2 separate regions of the Sus scrofa genome follow, and region 2 is linked to region 1. The links are chromatin contacts, called in public Hi-C maps. All regions are on one chromosome and are shown on one strand. The core of a region is the stretch at or near the end of the contact, and the rest is flanking DNA. Distances in the headings are between cores, read along the strand shown.

Region 1 (7,023 bases), core at 2,687-5,186:
GATGTGGCTCAGATCCCAAGTTGCTGTGGCTCTGGCATGGGCCAGCAGCTACAGTTCTGATTAGACCCCCAGCCTGGGAGCCTCCATGTGCCACGGGTGCAGTCCTAAAAAGACAAAAAAAAAAAAAAAAAAAAAAAAAAAGACTGTATACTTGTATGTGTAACTGCGTCACCATGCTGTACAGTATACAGCATGGTGACCCAGAATACTGTAAACTAGCTGTAATGAAAAAAAAATAAAAACCATTAATATAAAGCAAAAAAAAAAAAAAAAAAAAAAACCCAGAAATAAATGAAAAGATATACTCTGCTCATGGATTGGAAGAATTAATAGTTAAAATGCCCATATTACCTGAAACATAGATTCAACGCAATGCCTAACAAATACCAATGACATTTTTCACAGAACTAGAACTAGTAACCCTAAAATATGTATAAAACCACAAAAGTCCCCAAATAGCCAAAGTAATCTTGAGAAAGAAGAACAGAGCTGGAGGTAGCACAAACTATACTGAAAGCTACAGTAATCAAAACAATATGGTACTGACACAAAAACAGTTCCATAAATCAATGGAACAGAATAAAGAATGCAGAAATAAATCCACATCTATCTGGGCAATTAATCAACGACATATATAAGGGGGAAAAAAAGACAGACTCTCTAATAAATGGTGCTGGGAAAAACTGGACAGCTACAAGCAAAAGAATCAAACTAGATCTCTTTCTTACACCATGTACAAAATAAACTCAAAATGGATTAAAGACTTAAATATAAGACCTGAAACCATAAAAATCCTAGAAGAAAGTACACACATAACTCTTTGAATTTGGTCTTAGCAATATTTTTTTGGACCTGTCTCTCTTTTTTTTTTTTTTTTTTTTTATCTTTTCCAGGGCCACTCCCACGGCATATGGAGGTTCCCAGGCTAGGGGTCCAATTGGAGCTGTAGCCGCTGGCCTACACCAGAGCCACAGCAACAAGGGATCCAAAGTGCCTGTGACCTACACCACAGCTCACGGCAACACCAGATCCTTAACTCACTGAGCAAGGCCAGGGAGCGAACCCACAACCTCATGGTTCCTAGTTGGATTCGTTAACCACTGCACCACGATGGGAACTCCCTTTGGATCTCTTAAGGCAAGGGCAACAGAAGCAAAAATAAAAAAAATGAATCTACATCAAACTAAAAGGCTCTTGCACAGTGAAGGAAACTATCAAAACAAAAAGGCAGCCTACTAAATGAGAGAAGACTTCTGCAAATGATATATCTGATAAGGGATTAATATCCAAAATATATAGAGAACTTTTATACATATAAAATGGATATAGTAAAATGGAATATTATTCAGCCATAAAAAGAATGAAATCTTGCCATTTGCAAAAACACGGATGGATCTAGAGGATATTATAAGTGAAGTAAGTCAGAAAAAGACAAATATATGGTTTCGCTTATATGTGGAATCTAAAAAACAAAACAAATAGAAACAGACAAATGGATACAAAGAACAAAGGGATGGTTGCTAGCTGGGAGAAGAGTGGAGGGGGTTGGGCAAAACAGGTGAAAGGAATTAAGAGGTACAAACTTCCGATTAAAAAGTAAGTCACAGAGAAGTACAGTATAATGAATATACTCAATAATACTATATTAATTTGTATGGTGATAGATGGTACTAGACTTATCATGGTAATCATTTAATGTATTTAAAAGTGGGGATGGTTCAACATACACAAATCAATCAACATCATATACCACATTAACAAAAGTCAAAAACCATATGATCACCTCAACAGGTGCAGTAAAAGTGGGGAATTCCCATTGTTGTGCAGTGTAATCAAACCCAACTAGTATCCACTGGATGTAGTTCAATCTCAGGCTCCCAGACCTCAATCAGGGATATGGCGTTGCTGTGAGCTGTGGTGTAGGTGGCAAAAAAGGCTCGGATCCTGCATTTCTATGGCTGTGGTGTAGGCTGTGGTGTAGGGCAGCAGCTGCAGCTCTGATTGGACCCCTAGTCTGAAACTTCCACATGCCACCAATGCAGCCCTAAAAAGAAAAAAAAAAAAAAAAAAGGGAATCACAATGACATACACCTGAAACTAACAAAATATTGTTCATCAACTATATTCCAATTTAAAAAAAATGTAGTCCACAAACTATTTGTTACTGTTCATGATGAGGTAAGAACAAAAAAATGATATGCATTTAGAAGCTTTTATCGCATTTTGACAAAGTAATTCTACATATGTTGAATCTAATAAAAATCTCTAACTTATCTGCCAGTAATTTACTTCTATTTTATTTTACAACAGTGTTACTGTGCCACGTCATTAATTTCAAAATCTTTCCTACAGAGTTTGAAACGCATTGGTCTAGAAGACAATTGAATCGACTCAGAAACAATATAAATTACACATACAAATCTGGAAAATAAGGGTATAAATGGGAAACTCTGGGAAGTGGATGAACTTGCTGAAGAAAGTTCATATAGAGAAAAAGAGGGTTTAGGACTAAGGATTAAGAAGCTTCTACTTTGGACAGTTAGGTAGATAAGGGTGAGCCTGCAAAACAAACTGATTAAGTACCAACCAAAGAAGGGGAAAACTCTGGGAAAGTGATGATACATAAGTCAAGAAGAAAACTGTTTAAAGAAGGTAGAAATGGCTGACAGACAATACCAAAAGCTGCTGAGGGGTCAAATAATGAAATACCATCCATTGGATTTATCCACATGGAGATAATCAGCCACCAGGGCAGGTGCCATTTTGATGGAATAATAGGGTGGATGTCAAATAGGAAGAGGCTGAGGAGTGAGAGAAGAGCAGCAGCTGTGGCTCCGACTGGACCCCCTAGCCTGGGAACCTCCATATGCCCAGAGTTCGGCCATAAAAAGCAAAAAAAAAAAGAAAGAAAGAAAAAGAGATTGTGCAAGACAGCAAGACCCAACTAGTTGCCCTCTGATCCCCAAAAGAGACTGAAAACGCAATGTTAACTTGAAGATAGTCTTTAGGGTCTGCAATAGAGAAATAAAAATCTTGCCGCTAGGTTAATCTGAACCATTTTTAAAAACCACAAAACATCAAGACTGTTAGAAGCTTTACCAACTAAATGCGTTTCGGTTAAATCCGTTCTCTCAAGTCAAGGTTGCCCTGATCTAAAGCAATGGCTTTAGAGTCAAATACTTCTGGCCTCAAATAAACCTTTGTTATTTATTTAGTAGGCTGTGTAACCTGGGGCGGTCACGTTAACTTTTCTTCCTCTGTAAAATGGGCAGAACACAATACCATCTCCCAAGCTCTGAGAAGAGTAAATGAGACACGTAAGTGAAATGCGCAACCTACTGCTAACGCCAGTGTACAATTAACAGCTGTTATTAAATACCAGAACTGGTGTAACAGGGGAAAAGCCACTTATCAATCTTAAAGGCACATCGACCTCTCTCTCAAGAAGGACGGGTCCACATGGTCACCGAACTGGGTGATTGTATACAAAGCTCGCTTGATATGAGCGATTTTACACTTACATATGCCGTTAATCTTAAACAAGCCTAGGCTGTTTCAAGTGAAACTTAGAAATTCAAAAAATGCAGCTTGACTTGCCATGGTTAAGTCATTTCTGCCTCACGTTTCCAATGCAGGCGCAGCTTCAGGTGTTTTAGGACTTCTGTGCCGCGCTCATATCGCTGCCTCGACCAACTTTTTAAAAACCTCTTCCCCTCAAGGTAGAACCGCTAGGTTTTCGTCCTCTCAGGCAGCACCCCCTCGGCCTCGGACCTCCCTCTCAGAACTCTTTACCCTTTTCTAGGAAGTTGATCACCACCAAAGTCCCGGCCGCCACGGCTGAAGCTGTGGCCCCCTCAGGAAAGGAAGCAGCGGAGGCCGAGGGCGAACTATTCTCGGTGCTTTGGTTCAGGCGTTTTCTGTTCTTCTTGGAAGACATGATCTCAAGGCTGCCTGAGAGAAGCAGCGGTGAAGCCGGCTCAACGTGCGCGCTTCACTGAGAGAAAAACTTCCGGGGCAGAAGCCAGCGAGGCTCTGTTCCGCGCCGTAATCCCCGGAGTGGAGCGCAGGAGGAGCGGGAGAACCGAGGATCCTTCGTTGAAGAGGTTCTGACTTCTGCCAAGGAGTAGGTGGACAGAACTGTCCTTTAGATTGTAAATTCCTGAAAAACAGGAATTTTTCTTATCTCCACCGCATTTTCCATCCCTGAACAAACGTCCCTTTAATATTAAAATGGGTGGGGGTAACTCCGGGAGGGTGGAAAGCTGTGGGAGTTTCTCCCCGCTTGGCGGGAGCCAGGCAAACTTCTGAGAGGAGTCAGTCAACAGGACTGCCGTTTCCTCTACCTAGAGCTGCAAAGCGGTAATGCCTGCTCAACCCTGAGATAGGGTGGGTGGTACTCTTCTAAAACTTACGGTAGCATTCTTCGTTCTAAGGCAAACCCGCTGGGTAATTTGGAAGCTGAGGCTTGAGGCCACGAGAGCCTGCGTGGAAATGCCGCCGCTGCGGAGCGGCCGCTGCTGGTTCACTGGGCTGGCTCGGGTGCGCCACGCAATGCTTTATGCAGGGCTCCGTGGGGCCTCGAGTTTCCTGGGTTGCTCTCGGGACCCCCCTTCCGTAGCTGGCGAGCTGAGGGGTGAGCTGGACAGATTCGGGGGCGTCTCGGTGAAACTAGACGCTCTGGACCGCCTGGACACCGTCGCCTTCCAGAGAGCTTTGCAGGGCAAGTGCGCTTGGATCAAGGCTCCCCGGGCTCCCGACCTTTCTAACCAAGTAACTGGGGTTCCCACTCCCGAGTCGCTCTGGAGGGAAGGAGAGAGGGCGTGTGTGACCCGCACCCGTTTTCTGCCTTTCGTTCTCGTGCCCTTGGCTGGGAGGTTTCCGAGGCTGTTGGGGAAATGGTGACGAGCTCAAACTTTAGGTCTGCAGCCCTACTTTCTGGTCCTCTTTCTAGTGTGTGATCTTGGGCAAGTTTTGTAAATCACCTTTTTTTCATCTGTAAAACCAGGTAACAGGAACTCATGGGATTGTTAAGGGGTAAGTTGGACAATGCTTATTAAGTGCTTAGCGTTATAGCTGCCGCGTACTTACTGCTCCGCGTTTGTTAATATTATTTCATAATTATTTACTGCCGTTTACTGAGACTTGGTTCTGCCCGGCACTTTGCCCAAGGCAAAACAAACAAAAAAACACCCTATCGCGTTTTCTGATACAGGTGGTGGACCGTAAGTGGGCCGAAGAGGCTCCGAGTGGTCGTATTTGTTCACAAGTGGGATCAGGAGCTCTGGTGCCCAGAACTAGAGAGTTTCTTCTACTTAGAAAGCAACACTCCCTTTATAATTAGCGGGGGAGATTGGTGAATGGTTTCAGTCTTCAGGAACAAAGCTCACCATTCTCTTTATTCTCTTTGAACCTTGAATTCAATGATTAAAAAAAAGAAAGCTTGTGAAGAGGAACCTTCACTTTGAGAGCCCTCGATTTGGTGGAGCAACCTGTTTTTCAAACTGCCCTTGAGGGTCTTCATAATCAAATTGAAAGCAGAGAAAGGATATTTAGCCATGGAAAAATATCCTCTCACACTAAGAGGAAACTTCAAATAATCTTTATTCTGTGCAGCATATGGCAAGTGAGCATCTATGGTAATAGAGTAGAGCTAGTTAATCTTTAAGCATCCTCATTTCCAAGCTACTTATCTCTTCACCTGTTTTCTCTCCTACTTGGGACAGTTGCTAACTCCAGCAGATCAAATCGGTGTTCATCCTCTAATGTGTGTCATATGTGTGGGTAGACACAGGTGTTTATTGCACACACTTGTTACTCGTAAGTGGCCAAACAAGTGATCAAAGCACTATCTCAGGAAGGTAAAGCAGAAAGTGGGTTGGGTTTGGAGTCCCACACCCAAGTTTCAAGTCCCAGATTCTGCCACACAGCTAGCCAGCCATTAGGCAAATCACCACTGAAAATATTTTTATCTTAGGTTGCTTATGTGAATAATGCTAGCTCTAATTACTTTACTGGATAGATGTGATCAGAGATAAATTACATGAAACTAATTTATAAACTTTGAAGTACCATATGCTTTTTGTAACTTTTTAATGCAATTGCACTAAGTGCTAGACACTTTTTAAAACTTCATGAATACAGATTCATTTAATTCTCATAACAACTTGTGTGGTATGTACTATTATCCTCATTTCAGGGATGATGGTACTGAGACAGATTAACTTCCCTGGCTCTAGAATGTGTTCTTACAGCACCGTTAAGTGCCATTGCTAGTTGTCATTGAGTCAAACAAAACCTAATCATATTGCCTATAAAAATAAACTAAAATAACCTGAGAAGAAAGCCCATTAAATCCAAATCTATTCGAGTAAATTGGACTGATTGTATATAATGTATTAGCAAGAGTTAAGTACCTTTACACATGAAGTCTGTTGCTTTATTGTTCCTGTTATTGATAACTGTAAAGTTAGATGAATGAACAGGTAATATGTTGTTGAGCTTCATATATATCTGCATAAGTGAGGAAATAACCTTGGTTCTACTTGCTATGTCACTCATTAGCTGTGTGGCTTTAAACAAACCCAGTCATTAATAAATATGAATTGAGCCCCAGTGTGTAATCTTATGTTAACCTTCAGGATTGCAAATACACAAAATATTAATTAGGATTAGAAATAGATAACAAGAGATATCATTAGGCAATGTATAATAAGCTCTAGTAAATCTAGAGCAGAATCCTTAGGTTCTCTGTGGAGAGCATGTAAGGAAAGCTTATCAAAGAAGTGAGGGATAGAGAAGGAAAAAGTATTAGAAGTTTATCAGAGAAAGAAAATGAATTAAAAGAATGATTCTGAGACTTGAAGCATTGGTGCCAGAAATATGCCTATAAATAAAATGAGGTTGGGGTGGAGTGTGTAGGAGTCAGTCTTGAACATAGGCATGAAGTTTGCAATGGCAGCCTTCAAGAAATGTCTGAGGGCAGCTGGAGAGCAGAAAAATCAGTGTTCAGTGAAGTCAGGATTG
Region 2 (7,142 bases), core at 476-2,975, 100 kb after region 1:
GAACTAATAACTCAGGCCAGACTTATTTCTATAACCACAAACACTTTCTTTTTTTTTTTTTTTTACAGTAAACCAAAGTGTAGACTAGTAAACTGAATCCTCTGAGCACTTTATATAACTTTATATAAATTCTTATTTGATCCTCAAACCCGATGCAAGGTAAATAATATCCCCACTTTCGGGAAGAGGAAACGGGTTCACAAGTTAAGTATCTCTCGAGGTCCCAAACCTAATAACTGCAAATGGAAAATTAAAGTTTTTGCAGTTCTTTTTAGAACTGAAACGAAAATCTATAGCACAAAGCCCATTCGTTTTTTTCTTTCAGCTTTCGAAAATTCGGAGGAAAAAACAGAAGTGGGTGGACGAGAGCAGTGTGCCAGCCACCTCGGATCCTACCGAATTGGAATTTAAAGACACGGCTCTTATGGTATTTTCCCTTTTAATACGGCTGCTGTCGGCTTTGCGGGGGCGGGGGGTGGGGGGTGGACTGCGTGCATCCCAGAGAGAAGGGGTCGAAACTCAAGCCTGGGGGGCGCGGGCGGCACCTGGCGGGCGGCTCACCTCCGCTCCGCCGCGGGGTATCCCGGATACGACAGGTTGTCAGCGCTCAGCAAGCCGCCGGCAAGGCCGGGGCGCCCTGCGGCTCCGGGCCCAGAGGACTGGTTTACCAGGGGAAAGCGGCACACTCCAAAGCCTAGGGGAGCGTCTACCCGCCACCGCAGCTCGGGGGAGGAGGGGGCGAGCGGTGAACCTGAAACCGCCGAGGGCAGCGCGGAGAGAAACCACAAGTCCCACTGGGGTCGGAGTGGAAAGAAGGAGAGCGGGGACTGGAAGGCAGGCGAGAGAACCGCGCGAGATGGAGACCGCGCTGGGGAGGACCAGCGGGCCAGTACTCACTGTGAGGGTCGCTCTTCTCCCGGACCCCATCCACTCGGCCGTCGGGGTGGATGCGCAGGAAGAAGCCTCCGTTTTTGCAGTACAACCGCTTAGGATCCTTGAAGTGGCCGGGCGGGAAGGCGCCGCTGCCGCCGTCCTCCGGCAGGGCGGGCAGCGTGGTGATGCTCCCGGCTGCCATGGCCCCACCAGGGCTCTGCCGGGGTCCCCGAGCCCCTGGAGCCGCGCGGGGAGCCGCCGCCGCCGCCGCCGCCGACCCCCGGCCCCGGCCTCCGACGCGCTCCGGAGCGCGGCCCCGGCCCCGGCCCCCCAGCCTCCCGCCCCGCGGCACGCGGCCGCGCCCGCGGGCCCCCAGCCTCGTGCTGTTTGGCCGCTTCGCTCTCCGCCGGCCCTGGAGCTGCGGGTTAGGGCTGGGTTTCTCGGCGGCCGCCACTCTCGGCAGGGCCGCCTCCCCAAACTGCAGCGCCCGGGATCGGCTTGCAACTGCGGGCTCTGAGTCCGCTGGTCTGGCACCGGCCGAGCCGCGCGGCGTCACATCTTCTACATCTCCACCCCCAAACGCCCACCAACCCCCACGCCCCCGGCCCTCCTCCCTTCCAGCGCGCCGCCCCCTACTCGCTCCGGTTTTCTGGGGCCGGCCTCTGGGTCGGCCGCTCCGGCTGCCTCACGCAAGCGCGCGACATCCAAAGGGAGTTGGAAGGCAGTCGCGGGCGGGGGAGATGCGGGGGCGCGGCAGGAGGCCAAAGCCAAGGCCTCCGCAGCTCCAGAGCCCTCGACCCCGCCGGTTCCCCAGAAGGCGCCCCAGCCCAACCCCGCGCCACCCAAACGACATTTAGTCTTTCTCCACAGTGAGGAGCTTTTGCTGTGCAACCAGTCGTGACTCAACTTTTCAAAGTTTAAATGCAATTTTCTCCCCCATTCTTTTTCCCTGCCAGCTCTTCAAAGCTGAGAAACTATTTCCACCCCGGAAAAAAATAGAGGAATCGGAAGCGAGGGAGGATTGTGTGTCACAGTAGGTTTTGAACCTCTCTAATCACCGAAAGATGAGGGGTACCCGCAAGGCACAAATTGTTAAAATTGAAGGCAGAGGCTGAAGTAGTTTACTAACAGAAGGAAAGAAAGAGGCCAGAGAAGGGGAGAGGATTGGGTTGCTAAAAGGAAAGAGTTTTCCTTTTACTAACTTAACTTGAATTAGACAACGTGTAAAGATGAAGATGGGTCTCAAATCCTTATCACGTTAGAAGCATGTTAATGTCTTTTTCTAGCTAAACTGTTAGGCATTTCTTGGAAGGAGGGTAGTTTTCTGAAAATCCCAAACTACAAAATTAAAGTTAATTGCACTTCGCTAACTTTCAGTAGAATATAACAGGTACTACAGATAAGGAAAATACTGGTCCATAAAATTCATATACTGAGCGCCTACTGTGTGCAAAGCATTTCAGTAAATGCAGTGAGAAAAGCCTCATTGCATGGGATCTTCTGGCACAGTGAAGGCGACAATAGGGAGCATGAACAACACAAACAAAATCAGCTTGAGGGTAGTCAGGGCTAGGGAAAGCTTCTAGGAAGAGGTGAGAATACAGAAGTTCCTCTGTTTAAGAACATGTTTGCTTTTGAAAGATTATCCATGAGTGCATTTGTTCATGTCTCCAAGAGAGGTTTAACTCCAGGTGCATTTCTAAGCTGTTAAATAAGAGTGTGCATCAATTCTTTGGAGCTTTAAAACCAGGCTTAATCTGGGCCAATTCGGCTTCTCTGACATCTCTCTCCAAAATGGACAGGTTTACTCTGCACCGAAAATTTGTTATAACAAAGAGCTCCCTTTCAGATGATCTCTGTAGGTATCCCAGGGAATGCCTGAAGCTACTGCAGCACTCTTCAGGTTGCCCCTTACTTTGAAATCAAGTTAGATTTGAGTAAGTCTTGAACTCTGTCACAGAAACCTGTGTTCCAAGACCAAAGGGATAAAAGCTAAGTCAAAATATTTTTAAACAGTAGTATCCAGAAATTTGGGGAACAGCTACAAGCAGTTAAGTAATTTGTATGCTAATAGACCACCGGTCTTGTAGAATTGCATCCCATGTACAGTAACTGATTGTTTTCTAATTCCTTCAAAGTCAGGATATCACAAGAAATGGTTAAGCCAGTTCTAGGAATCTAGGTCTCCAAGGCAAATAGTGTTAATTCCAAGAAGACATCATTAAGAAAGTTGTCTCAAGTTCCTACCCACAGCCTTCTCAACACACACTTGTATGGACACAGAGAGACAGACAATATTCTTCCATACAATCATTTTGGTCTCAGCTGCACCAGGAGCAATCGACTTACTTGCATTCTCAATTCACCCAACTATAAGGATGAAAATAAAAAAATAATTTTGAAAAATAACTAGAATCAACGGTAGAATTCTATAAGATGATGAATTGAAAACATTAATTTTAAAAACCTTTAGGTTCCACTGAAAATGCTTTGGAAACTATAAAAGAAGGAGGACTTACTCCTCAATGCTTTAGATACCTTAGATATCTTTAGATAATGCTTTAGAAACTATAACAGAAGGAGAACTTCCTCACAATACCAAGATAAATTACCTTGGAATTAATAAGAATTGTTCGGAATATAAATGATGAAAAGTACAAAGACTTAATGAGAGCTTAAAAAAAAAAATCTCAAATGTTCCTGGATGGAAACATACAGTAAAATAACAGTGGCAAATTCCTCTAACCATATTTAAAATTTTTAAACAATAATCAAAATTTTAGCACAGTTTTTAAAACTATTTAACAATATGTAAAATTCATTTGGATAAATATATAAGAATAGCAAATACTTTTTTTAATGTAGGGGAAAATGTGAAAGACTCTTAAATCGAAAAGAAAAAATTGATTACTAAATATCTTCAATGGAATAGGAGTTATCTTAGTAGAACTAAATTAGCTGATTCTATGGGGTCCCAGTATCTTTGAGCAACTTTACAACTCATGTAAGTTGTAGGTAACTGTCATGGAATGAAGTGTGTGACCCTCAGATTCATTTGTTGAGGCTCTAACCTCCAATGTGACTGTATTTGGAGACAGGACCTTTACAGGAGGCAATTAAATTTAAATGAGATCGTAAGGGTGGAGTCTTACAATGGAATAATTACGCCAGAAGTGAAATGAAGGTATCCACATTGTAGATGTAGAAGTAAATCTATCTGTATTTGCAGATGACACACAATCTTTTTTTTTTTTTTTTTTTTTTTTTTTGTCTTTTTCTAGGGCAGCACCCAAGGCATATGAAGGTTCCCAGGCTAGGGGTCTAATCGGAGCTATAGCCACCAGCCTACGCCAGAGCCATAGCAACTCGGGATGCGAGCTGCGTCTGCGACCTATGCCTCAGCTCGTGGCAACACTGGATCCTTAACCCACTGAGCGAGGCTAGGGATCCAACTTGCAACCTCATGCTTCCTAGCTGGATTCATTAACCACTGAGCCACGATGGGGACTCTGACACAATCTTAAATATAGAAAATCCTAAAGAACATATGTACACATGCATACAACTATAAGAGCTAATAAATGATTTCAGCAAGATTGCAGGATACAAGATCAGTATATTAAAATCAGTTGCATTTCTTTACACTAGCAAAGTACAATCCAAAAATGAAATTAAAAAAACAATTCTGGGAGTCCTCTTATATGCAGAGGTTAAGGATTTGGCATTGTCACTATAGCTTGGGGAGCTGCTGTGGCATGGGCTCAGTTCCTAGCCAGCGCAGCCAATTTAAAAAAGAAAAATTCAAAGAGAGAAAGAAAGCAAACAATTCCACTTACAATAGCATCAAAATAAATAAAATACTTAGGAATAAATTTAACCAAAGAAGTTCAAGACTTGTATACTGAAAACTACAAACATTATTTGGAAGAATTAAAGGAGATATAAATAAATGGAGAAATATCTATATTCATGGATTTGAAGACAATATTGTTATGATGGTAATTAATACTAAAGTTGATCTACAGATTCAATGCATTCTCTGTCAAAATTCCAACTTCCTTTTTTTGAAGAAAATGACAAGCTAATTCTAAAATTCATATGGACAGGCAAAGAACCCCAATCTTGAATAAGAAGAAGAGAACTCGAAGACTTAATTTCAAAACTTTCTACAAAGCTATAGTGTATAGGACAGTGTGGTACAGAATTAAGGATAAGCATATAAATCAATGGAACAGAATTGAGAGTTAAAAAATAAACCGACATTTAGGATCAATTGATTTTCAACAAGGGTGCTAAGACTATTCAATGAAGAAAGAATAGTCTTTCCAACAAATTTAGTTGGCACAACTAAATATTCACATGAAAAAGAATGAATTTGGACCTTATCAAAAAATTAATTCAACATAGATCATAAACTTAAGTGTATGAACTAAAACAATAAACCCTCTTAGAAGAAAACGTTAAATGTAAATAAATCTTGTGACCTTGGATTAGGCAATGGTTTCTTAGATAAGGGCACTAAAGGCAAGAAGAAAAAATAGGTAAACTGTACTTCATCCAGATTAAAAACTTTTGTGCATCAAATCACAGTATCAAGAAAATGAAAGGTACCCAGAGAAAAGAAGAAAATATCTGTAAATCATATATAGGATGAGTCTAGTCTCTAAAATATATAAAGAACTGTCACAACTCAACAGTAATAGACAACCCAGTTTAAAAGTGGGCAAAGTATTATAGATATTTCTCCAAAGAAGCTATAAAACAGCTAATAAGTACATGAAAAGATGTTCAATATAACTAGTCATTAGGAAAGTGTAAATCAAAACCACAATGAGCTATCACTGCACACCCACTAAGATTCCTATAATTAAAAAAAAAAGACAGGAGACAGGAGTTGCCATTGTGGCTCAGTGGTTAATGAACCTGACTAGCACCCATTAGGATGTGAATTCCATCCCTAGCCTCACTCTTAGCAGGTTAAGGATCTGGCGTTGCTGGTGAGCTGTGGTGTAGGTCACAGACACGGCTTGGATCCCTTGTTGCTGTGGCCCTGGCATAGGCCGGCAGCTACAGCTCTGATTCAACCTCTAGCTTGGGAACCTCCATATGCCCTAGGTATGGCCCTAAAAAAAAAAAAAAAAAGATTAAAAAAAAAGAATAATGAGGTTTGTCAAGGGTGTGGAATAACTGTAACCTTCATACATTGCTGGTGGGAACATAAATAGTATAGCCAATATAGAGAATAATCTGGCATTTCAAAAAAAAATTAAACATAGTCACATGACTTAGCAATTCCATTCATACATATATATATGAAAGAAATGAAAATTGTTTACACAAAACATGTCAATGAATATTCTCATAGCAGCATTATTCATAATAGCCGAAAAGTAGAAACAACCCAAATGTCTATCAACTGATGAATGGTAAACAAAATGTGGTATATCCATACAATGAAATATTATTTGGCAATAAAAAGAAATGAAGTACTGACACATGCTGAAACATAGATGAACCCTGAAAAAGTATGCATAGTCACGGAAGCCAGATAGAAAAGCATGATTCCATTTATACAAAATGTCCAGAAGAGACAAATCCATAGAAACACAAAGCAGATGAGTGGTTGCCAAGGGCTGGAAGAAGAGAGGACTGGAGGGGTGACTGCTAGTGGGTGTAGGGTTTTTTGGGGAGTGATGAAAAAGCTCTGGAATTAGATTTGTGAATATGGTAAAGAACCACTAAATTGTACACTTGAAAATGGTGAATTTTATGGTATGTGAATTATATCTTAGAAAAAATAAAGAAATGCATGCTGAACTAAAAATGAAAGTTTTCTCCTATAAAGTTGAGAGAAAAAAAGAAATGATACTGGCCAGTATCAAGGACAAGGAGAACTGGAGATTACAGGAACTGCCAGAAAGAGGATAAATTACTGCAACATTTTGAAAGGGCAGTTTAAAAACATGTGCATCAAGTCCTTAAATTTTTGAAATTAAATGTCATTTCAGCCAATAGTTTTGGAGCAAGAAATTTACTCTAAAGAAAAAAAATTGCAGACAAATATATTTAGTGACCTTGGTGTTCATTACAACATGGGTTACACTGAGGAAAGAATGAAGGATAATCTAAATAAAGGTGAGCAAATTAATTTGAATAAAGCATGTTATATTTATACAAACTAATGTGTTCCATAGATAGTTTTGTGGGAGAATACGTAACATGGAAAAATACTTGCAATATATTGTTAATTTAAAGAAGCAGTTTAGAAA

Evidence for each region. Hi-C and Micro-C count contacts between places; a contact is called where the count stands out from the background.
Region 2: a contact with region 1 is called in a Hi-C map of skeletal muscle, with 2.7 times the contacts expected there. The contact joins the promoter of FGF2 here to the promoter of SPATA5 in region 1. A contact is called at or near these places in 6 of 47 Hi-C or Micro-C datasets (embryonic fibroblasts, fetal heart ventricle, heart right ventricle and 3 more) and 1 of 2 datasets of contacts at active chromatin or transcription factors (skeletal muscle).

What each region holds. Positions count from the first base shown.
Region 1 is chr8:101,237,163-101,244,185 of Sscrofa11.1, forward strand. It overlaps SPATA5 (spermatogenesis associated 5), which reads right to left and starts at 3,937. Exons shown (of 17, transcript NM_001177913.1): 1 at 3,793-3,937. The coding sequence starts at 3,937. It overlaps NUDT6 (nucleoside diphosphate-linked moiety X motif 6), which reads left to right and starts at 5,005. Exons shown (of 8, transcript XR_002346434.1): 1 at 5,005-5,034.
Region 2 is chr8:101,342,359-101,349,500 of Sscrofa11.1, forward strand. FGF2 (fibroblast growth factor 2) reads right to left here and starts at 1,726. Exons shown (of 5, transcript XM_021100546.1): 1 at 1,563-1,726; 2 at 898-1,505. The coding sequence starts at 1,726.